2 separate regions of the Mus musculus genome follow, and region 1 is linked to region 2. A link is a contact called in public Hi-C data. All regions are on one chromosome and are shown on one strand. Each heading gives the region's core, a stretch centred on a gene start, on an enhancer-like site or on the middle of the called end of the contact. The rest is flanking DNA. Distances are from core to core; before and after follow the strand shown.

The links. A called contact is a pair of places that touch in the nucleus more often than the background predicts.
Region 1: a Hi-C map of the G1E-ER4 cell line shows a contact between it and region 2, with 2.6 times the contacts expected there. The contact joins the enhancer-like site here to the promoter of Gypa in region 2. A contact is called at or near these places in 5 of 484 Hi-C or Micro-C datasets (B cells, the G1E-ER4 cell line, brown adipocytes and 1 more).

What each region holds. Positions count from the first base shown.
Region 1 is chr8:80,863,086-80,868,353 of GRCm38.p6, forward strand. The region is part of intron 1 of Gab1 (growth factor receptor bound protein 2-associated protein 1); the gene reads right to left. Among named protein-coding and RNA genes, the nearest start is that of Gab1, 15 kb to the right of the region's middle. Within about 2 kb of position 2,381, at least 45 of the 459 cell types and tissues checked have an H3K27ac peak or open chromatin away from gene starts, as enhancers often do. A contact at or near this core is called in the G1E-ER4 cell line, where this site is marked.
Region 2 is chr8:80,490,575-80,495,526 of GRCm38.p6, forward strand. It overlaps Gypa (glycophorin A), which reads left to right and starts at 3,471. Exons shown (of 8, transcript NM_010369.3): 1 at 3,471-3,513. The coding sequence starts at 3,480. RefSeq lists a cis regulatory region at 3,193-3,375.

The sequences.
Region 1 (5,268 bases), core at 1,131-3,630, 370 kb after region 2:
ACCCTCATCTAGAAAAGCAGCAAGTACTCCTTACTGCCCAGCCATCGCTCTAACACAGCGCTTACCTTTTGTTTTTCAAAGTTTCTGGACTTTACCTATACTTGCTAAGTCATCAGCTAGGAAAAGGGAATGAAGAAAACAGCAAGCCTTCCTTTAGAAGTGACCCAGGTGACATCACGAACTCCCTCAAACCCTTCATTTATCCTAAACTAAAGGACAATGAGCTCTCCACCAAGTTCTGTGGAGGTGTCCCATTACATCTGCAAGCTCCCCCCCCCCCCAACCCCCAAGCAGGTGTCTTCTCTTCCATCGGCAGTACAGGTGGAGGAGGCAAGGGCACTTGGCGAGCAGAACAGATACCCAACATGGGAGTCAGCACAAATGCAGACTGGTCAGCCCGGCTTGGTGGGACTGCCAGTTATGGTAGCCAGACCTGCAAGAGGGCTTGATTACATGTAACTTATAAAAGTCAACAAGCTGGGCGGCTCATGAACAATGGATGGTGATCTGCCAGCAGAGGTAATAAAAAAGCATGGATAAACTCATGAATAAAAGCATGACTCAGCACCCCACCCCCAAACAACAGGCTGCGCTCTAGCTAGGAGAGTGAGGCAAAATGAGTATTGGGTTTTGATTCTTCACTGGAGAGAGCTTCTGGTCAGCCTCTCAAATGTCTGTTCTTCTCAACTTTACCAGGGTAAAAACAATGCTTTGACTCCAGGCATACAACAGGACTCTGCATCTGAACTGCAGCTTGTAGCTGAAGCACAGGGGAAGTAAGGCCAACAGAGAGCAGGAGTGTAAGGACGAGGCCTAGAGAGAGCTTCTCTATAGAAGGCAGCTCACCACGTCTCGCGGTGGGTGGGGGTGGGTGCAGGGAGGCAATGGTTTACCCAGGCGTTTCAGTCCTGACTCTACTAAATGCTGCAAGAGAAATCTGTCTTCAGACACAGCAAAACAGGCATCCCAGCCCTACACAAATCTATGTCAAAACGTCTCAAGAAATATGCCTGTTAGTAAGCCAACTCAGGGAATCGTTTTGAAATCAGAAACTTCTCAATGATTCTTACTCTTTTTTTTTTTTTTTTTTTAAAGATTTATTTATTTATTATATGTAAGTACATTGTAGCTGTCTTCAGACACTCCAGAAGAGGGAGTCAGATCTCGTTACGGATGGTTGTGAGCCACCATGTGGTTGCTGGGATTTGAACTCTGGACCTTTGGAAGAGCAGTCGGGTGCTCTTACCCACTGAGCCATCTCACCAGCCCCGATTCTTACTCTTAAATATATATTATAAGGTAGTGAGTATATGTGTGTTAAGTGTGTCTAATTTCCTGAGACTGGTTCTATTCCCAGGGACTACACAATGACATTTTAGGATTATTCTTTGAGAGCCACCTGGGTGATTACAAAAGTGTCAGGTAACTGAAGAGCTGAGTAGTTGTCTTGCCTTTGTCCCAATCCATCAGCTGACATATGCTGTGGACTTTATCTGCAAAGTATTTCTGTTCATTCAACATCGATGTACCCACCACACACATAAGAAACAGTGTTTGGTGACCATGATACTTTAACAAAATTGAGCTCAGATTATATTTATATTTCAAAATATGATTTTTGCTTTCTCCCGTTACATCTGTTTGTGTAACGATCATACAATTTTTCTCCCAACCTATCACACTGAGGTCTTCAGCCTTTAGGCAAACACCTTTACCTAATTTTCCATTTTCTGTTTGCTTGTTTTTGGTTTGTTGGCAAAGGCTTTCACTCTGCATCCATGGCCAGCCTGGAACTTGTTCTGTAGCCCCCACTGCTCTCCAACGTGAAGTCATCCTGCCTCGGCTTCCCAAGTGTTGAGATTAGGAACAGGTGCTACTACAGCTAGTCTTAAATTTCATACACAAGGCGATCCCACGCGAGGAGGAGTAGCTGGACTCACAGAAGTCGCAGTGCCTGCTACCCACCATACCATACACAGTTTGAGATGAGCAGTTGCAGAAGTCAGTACAACCAAGAGCGGCCAGTTTATGCTAACGACACAACAGTCTTGCACACTGTGTCTGTGCTGGTGATGGAGACCAGGGGAAGCTGGCAGAGAGGAGAAGCAGCAGAAGTTAGTCTCGGTGTAGAGTGAAAAAGAAGGCCAAGACTTCCTGGAGGGGGCTAGCCCAGAATAACAGGTCTTGGGGACAAGTGGGGACACAAAAGTCCGGCAAAGCTGAGGCAGTGGCTGAATGAGGGATGTGGCAGCATGTGTCCTGGACAGATGTGCCAATGCCACATGACCACTAACCCTGCTGAGCCAAGGGGAAAGGCCTAGGCGCTACTAAGAGCACAGCGACACAGCAGAACCAACAACGTCAGTCCAGAGCTTTTCAGTTCAGAAAAGCTGCCTGGCTCTGTTCACAAAGAGATCTTTGCAAGGCTGTACTGAGAGACCAGTTAACAGCTCCAGCATTCCAAACAAAGGCAGGAGAGGGCCAACAGTCGAGAGCCACTGAGGTGGTAAACTGACAGGGTTTGTTTTGGTTACTGCGTGTGCAGAATAAGGAAACCAGTATTCTCAAGCCACTGAAGAAGGGTAGCTCAGCACTGTCCACTTGAGGGCGCAACAGGGAGACCAAGTCTGAAGGGTAAAATGCTGGCATGGGCCCTTGGCACTTCTGTAGACCATCTAAGCAGCTGGACCCATAAGACTGGGTGGAGAGAAGCCGCAGATTATCAGCATAAAACTGGAAGGCCTGTAACTACGCAGAGAGACTCACAGACAGGTTTCACAGGTCAGAAATCCTACAAGTTATAACACTTGTAAGTTTCTAAAAGTTCTAAAAGTTCTGATGAAACTGAGCGCTCAGGGCCTTTTGTTTTGTTTTAACATTACTATGTTGTATGCCACACTGTGGGCATGAGAAGAAGGCCAGAGACCGTTTCTTCTTCAGCTATGTGGGTTCTGGGGATCGAGTGTGGATCATCACGCTTAGTGGCAGAAGTCTTTCTTTAAAGCTGATGTGGCAGACCACCTGAGCACAGGGCTTTTATTAAACTTTCAAGGAGTATACAGTCTCACAATGGATAAAAACAAAACAGGACTGGAGTGCTTAGGGATTCCAGGACTTAAGCAGACTACAACCTACGTCCCTCAACACACCCAAGAATTTCATGGAAGAACTATAGTTATCCCCACACTGATAAGACGAGGCTCCATGGTAGGAGTTGGTGGCAACGGCTCTGACTGTCGAGAGAGCCAGCAGCTACACCTACATAACCAATTCAAGGGTGGCTAGAAAAGGGAACCATGTAACTGAGTACTGTAGCCCTGCTCCTACTTCTGAAAGTGTCCCTAATTAAGCTCTGAAAAAAATGTTCCTCTTACGAAGTCTTCCTGAACTTCTGAATCAATCCCTTTTTGCTGAATTCTGTGAGTGCATCTCATACTCATCTCAGGATGAGTCACCATAGGATTCTGAGTGTGAGCAGCACATCCCAGGTCCTCTATGAACATATAACCTCTTGAAGGTGACAGCAATGCCCCCTTGGCCTCTTCTTTATAGTTTTCCACAGTGCCTTGCTTACCCTCAGCTCTCACTGGGTAACTAAAGGATTTGCCCTGAGCCATGACACATCTGACCCTGGTGGGACAGCTGGTTATGTTGTGTGACCTTGGACAAATCGATTAGTCTCCCTGAGGCTCATTTTCATTCCCCGTAAAAAAAAAAGGGGGGGTCGGACTCTTCTCCACCAGGACAGAGATGTAACAACTGAAAAAAAAAAGAATATTCAATAGTAAATGTTTTTGCTGTGCAAATCAAAGGCACAGTAAATGAAAAGCCAGAGGGCATTGAACACACCAAGAGGAAGGAATCAAAAAGCTAAGGAGAAACTGGACAAGGTGATTTAGAATTCTGGGCCCAAAAGTCTACAGCTACTTGGTTATACTGTTCAAGCGATCGCACAAGGTCCCACACTATGCTTTAGACAAAGCATAGATACCTTCAGGGACATCAAACCCTGCCACAAACACAAAGGACGACTAAATGTCACAATGGATGGAATAAGTACACACTCTCGTTTTCTGCGCTTTCTGTGGGCCATTATGAAAATCAACTTGAAAATGACACTACGTAGCTTGCTGCTGCTGCCCGAACCACATGGCTCGCTGCTCTTGTCTAGAGCACTGTACGCTGAGAAGTTTGACCCTTGACAAGTTCGTACAGAACAAAAAATGAGGATACTACTCCCAAAAATCTAGTTGATTCTGGCCCTTTTCTGGGTGGTAAATGGCCTACATACCCCATGAGGAGGCTTTAGGTAACAGTAGCACTAGATTGTACTGCTTTCGCCAGTACTCAGTGCTCCCTGTCACTTTTTCTCAATGCTTCAACACACTTAAACCAGAAATTATCAGGGAGAATTTGTCAGGTCCATTATAACTTTCAAATAATACCCCCCTCACTAAACGAGGCCATGGTTCCTCACTAAGCCCCATACCTCCATCAGAACTCAAATTATGGAAGGTGGCAGCTTCCCAAGTATTTCTCATCCCAAACTGAAATGCTAAAGTGCTTGTGGCCTGGGAATCAAGTGGCATTTTGCCAAGCAGCAGAAGTTAAATCTTGGCTATGAGACTCTGGCTACAGCACCAATGGGGAGGCTGAGCTAGGGACTAGGGCTGCTAATTCTTTAATGTGGTAGTCACCTCTGGGCGGAGTCAGAAGTAGCCCGGCCACATTTCCCAATGCACTGGTAACTAAGGCCATGTAGCAGACTGGATGAAGCAAGCTGCCTACTGAGTAAAGTTACCGCCACTACTCCAGTCTTGGCTACCTTACAGTAGTAGCACAAGTTAAGAGCAGAGGGCTGAGGACTCCAGCAACAGGGACAGACTTACTTTTCTCTGGTAAAAACCATTTGACAGCAACAGGCAAGCCAAAGCATTAAATACAACAGAAACGACAACAAAAATAAGTCAAGCTATCAAAAAAAAAAAAATCCTAGTGCAACAGTCAGTATCTATCAGAGAAAGCAGACCTCCTAACCAAAATTACGGTTACCCAGAGCGGTGGTACAACACTTAGGACCACTTACTGCTCTTCAGGGGTCCCAGGTTCCGTTCCCAGCACCTGCACGACAGGTGCTTCACAGCTATCAAGGACGCCAGACCAGATGACCCGATTGCCTCTTCTACACGCCACTGCTGCACACTGGGCACACATGTACTGGTGGCACAGACAAACAGCTCCAGCAAACATCCATCCATGTAAAACTAC
Region 2 (4,952 bases), core at 2,221-4,720:
AGAAGTGGGGGCATAAACTCAAACAGGAGCAGAGCCTGGATCTATGGAGCTATGGAGGAAATCTGCCTACTGCCTTCCACTCTATGGTTTGCCCGCTTGCTTTCATACAACCTAGAACTACTTGCCCAGGGGTGACACCACCTGAAGTGGGCTGAGCCCTCCCACATCAATCATTAATCAAGGGAATGCTCCCACAAACTTAACTACAGGCCAATTCAATGGAAGCACATTCCCAATAGAGGTTCCCTCTCCCCAGATGACCATAACATGTGTCAAGGTAATAACGTCCTAACCAGCACAGACCCACAAATATACACCTAAAGTAAGAAATGCAGTGAAAGTAAAAACACGCAGTATCTTTGGTGAAGGAACAGCAAGGCCAAGGACCAAGTTTTCAGCAGAAATTATAGAGGCCACAAGGTAAGGTATGAACTGACATTACCTAAAAAAAGACATGAATGTGTCAAGCATCTTATAAAACTGATTAAGATGCAGGGCTGGAATGTTAGATGCTGGAGAGTAGTTACCCCAAACTGTTTATCTCTCAAAGAAGCCCTGTATGCCCACCTCTATGTGTGATATGACGCTCTTGTATTGGGTAAACCCTTTGGGAATGTGTAAGCAAGCACCCAGCTTCCACTGGCCCAAAGGCTTAGAATAAATGCAACTGAGGACTACAGCAGGTTCCCCACTCGGCTAGACCCCACCTACCTCGTGCTTCCACCAACACATTGTACAAAGGCCATGGCTTAAGACTTTCTTTTTTTACTACAAACACTTCATGAGATTGTTTCCACACTGGAATGTGGTATTTGTAGGTAACCTACATATATGCTCCCAGGCTACAGTCACTCATATTTAGGTCTGAAATAATCTCCTATTCCCTTTGAGGTGAGAGAGGTGTCTTTGACTTCAACAAAGAATGCACTTTTAAAGTAACAAAAGAAAATCATAGACACTTACAAATCTGTACAAAGTTAGAGTATCCTTCAAAAACTAAAGAAAAACGAAAAGCATTTAAATCCAGAAACTGAATAAATTCTTCTCTGGGATGTTATCAGAAAACCTTTCTTAAAATATAATGTTGGGACTCTGGAGAAAGAAGGAGGTAGACCTTTCCCTCTTCCTCCACTCTCAACTCCAACTGGACATTCTCCTTCTAACTTCTACAGGAGACCACCAGCAGAGGTCCCTCTTTCATCTCTGCCTCCTCTAATGAATTTCAAAGATCTCCTCTGGCTATCTTATCCCAACACCAAACTCCAATATACAACTATAACCAGAGAAGCAAGTAGACTCACTGCAGACATTCATCTAGCCAACCTCTGTCCTAAATCTAATCCCCAGTCTCATCTCTAATGCTGCAGAGACCACCTGCCATGGCCCTCATTGGATCACACAAATCTTTCCATCCAGAACTCTCTCCCTGGACTCATGGCATTATCTGATGCCCTAGCCCCAGCAGGCATTTCCTGGGAACCCACAGACCACTCAAGCCAAGAAAGCAGGTAGGCTGGCTGTGGATCCTGACCCCTCCCTCCGTTCTTCCCAATCCATCCTCCATTTTCATCCCTGAGTTGAAGCCTGTCAGAACCACAAAGAAGCAAAGACTAATCTGTTTTTTTGTCTCCATTTACTATCCTGTCAAAACCACACACACAAAACAAAACAAAGAATAATCTTGTTTTTTTTCCATTTAATACCCTGTTTTTTAATTGAAGTATACCTCCTTTTGATCAATGATGAATAAATTCATCCTTAAAGAAATCTCACAGCTTCCTATGGGAATAAGCATGGGCTATGTTGCAAACTTGTCCACTCCTTGGCTCTTGCGTCTGCCCCCTTCCTCCCCAAGTGGGTCATTTTGAGTGTCATATGTGTATAATCTTGCGTTTCCTTAAGTTTAAAAAAGCATTTGGATGAAGAAAATAAAACAGGAAGTAGTTTGAACATTCTATAGGAACACAGAGACAAGGTGCGAACTCCCGTGGGAAAAAAAAAACCATAAAAGTCTCGCCCTCCTGTTGAGATCGGCAGGAATCACCTGTAGCAATCATCTGAAGCAGAGGTAGCTGGCAGATACTCGTAGGCAGAAATGAACGGCTAAAACAAGGACGATAGACGTCGGACAGAGCTCAAGGATCCAAACTATTTTCCTCCTCTCCAACATCGTAGCTTGTGTTTCTGCATGGCGCTGCAGTGACTGGCCCAATACTACTTAGAGAAAAGTAGCCAAGCACATACAGAACCAACCTGATGAGATCTCTGTCAGATTGCATGTCTCAAACACAATTGTTTAATCTTCAGACGCTGGCTCAAAATTCTCAAAACACAGTTGTGCTTGCCTGACACATTTGTGGGATGTAAGTCATAGATACGACCTGATGATACTCCTGGACAACGAAGAGGAAGGGAAAGACTTGATGTTTTCTCCAGTTGTGTTTTCTTGTTTTGTTTTGTTTCCACATTTCGTTTCTATTATGCAGAACAGCCACTAGAGGTCGCCACGTGTCTCCATTTCCACACACTCGAATTTTCAACCTGAGAAGCCACCAGCTTTTGCATTTCTTTAAATTCGGGGGCGGGGGGGGAGGGGAGGACGCATCAAGGACACCAGAAAGAACCGCAATTCTCTATTAGCTGGTGGTCAGCTCCCGCTCCGCAGCTTAATAAGGGCTGATTTCCAAAGACTTTCGAATCAAAGCTACTCTTCTCCTATGTCCTGAGCCCAAGCCGGTATCTGCCTGGAGTTTGTCTCCGCTGTGGTCGGGCTTCCTGCTTCTGCTCAGCGCTACACACACTCCCTTTATGCTTTCAGGGTGACTGGGGTTTGCCTGGTCTTGTTTTCTAGCGTTTACTTTTGTTATTTGGGGATTGCCTCACGGTCACTGAGCAACAGAGCATTTTAAAGCATTGTAAAGCACGTAACTGCTTTTATAGCCACACGGACACTGCAGTTCAGTTCGAATTCCACTTTCCTGGAAGATTTCTCCCGACTCACGTTTCTTTCATTACTCTTTGAGCTGTCACGAGCTTGACAGCCTTTCAAACCTCAGAGTTCGCAAACATTGTGTAAAGTTTTCAATGCATGCAGTTCGTACACAAGAAGCCACTTTCTTAAGGGATCATAGGGACCCCCGCATTAGAAACACTCCTACTCTCCAAGTCCAGCGCCTGCCCTGACCTCTGCAGTCTCTATGTCCAGTTGAGTGGTCCTTGGTGCTGCCTTGTGGTGCTCACTTCGTTTACATGAAGTAAATTTAACACAGCAGGCAATTCTTTGGAACAAAGATTTTAATTCCACTCTGGTCCTCGCAGTTATGCAGACCTCTAGTTATCTTTATTAACAGACACTAAATAATGTTGCATCATTTAAATGCTAGCCAATGTGTGTCAACGGATAGAGGCCCCGGGAAGGTGGGCCTGAGAGATACCAGGAGGTAGGCAAGGCCTTCCTAAGGCTGACAGACACTCCCAGTATGACCGAGAGCACAGCTGCTGTGACAACATCAGGTGAGTGAATATTTTCAGCTTGATGATATTTTATTCTCGATGACTTATTTAAACTATGAATTGCCCCAATGCTGGTTTTCTTACTTAACTGAACCAATGACTGAGTAGTACATTCAGTTTCAGTCTGGAGGGTGTGTTTAAATAGGATTCAGCTAGGGACAGGAGTGGCACACTGCAGCCCACAACCATTTGTGCCTGAATAGCAGTTCCCCAGTCTAAGAAATGCCTTTGATTCTAACCCTAGATAGCAGTAAACTTGTATCAAGTGTAAGTAATATCGTTACATAAATAACCATGTTACTTCGCTTGGGGCTATGAAGAGACTTATTTCTAAGCTAAGGTTAACTGGTGAAGGTTAGGGTAGACTTATGCCCTTTCTTTTTCAAAACTAGTATAACCAGTTTCTCCTGCTGAGAGGAGACAAGCTGTCAGCATGAAACTGAGGGGTTTCTCTTTGTGGAACTGTTACTACTGTTACTAAGAAAACAACAACAAAAACAACAATAACCACAAAAACCTTTCTAATTGCTCTATGGCTGGGCTGAATCCAAAGTAATATGTTTTTAAAATAAATTAATATAATTTAATTTAATTTATTAAAATAATTTAATTTATTAAAATAATTAAAATTTTAATTTAATATTTTTAAAATTTTAATCGAAATTTAAATTTTAAAAATTATTAAGATAAATTGATATAATAAAATAAATATAATATAAAATAAAATAAATATAATATAATATAAAATAAAATATTTTAAAGTAGCCTTACTTTTGGCCTCCTGAGGATATTTTAAGCCATGTTCTCTCAAACACAGTGAGTGACTCTGTGTTAGAAACACATAGCCCAGGCGAGGGGGGGGGGAGCATATTTCATCCATGGCACAGCTACGGCCTGAGTCAGGGTGGACAGCAGAGAAGTGCTGAGCTCTCTGTAGGACACTGGGTGAGATTCAGTCTCCCTGGCAGAGGGTATGAGGCAAGCGTTAGGAACACGGGCACAATGTGGGGCCTAGTAAACACAGAAGTGGATGATCACAGTCAGCTATTGGATGGGTCACACGGCCCCCAGTGGAGGAGCTAGAGAAATTACCCAAGGAGCTAAAGGGAACTGCAACCCTATAGGTGGAACAACAATATGAACTAACCAGTACCCGGGAGCTCTTGTCTTTAGCTGCATATGTATCAAAAGATGGCCTAGTCGGCCATCACTGCAAAGAGAGGCCCATTGGACTTGCAAACTTTATATGCCCCAGTACAGGGGAACGCCAGGGCCAAAAAGGGGGAGTGGGTGGGTAGGGGATTGGGGGGGTGGGTATGGGGGACCTTTGGGATAGCATTGAAAATGTAAACGAGGAAAATACCTAATTAAAAAAAGAAGAAGAAAAAAAGAGATTGCTAAAAAAAAAAAAAAGGAACACGGGCACAAGAAACAGAAGT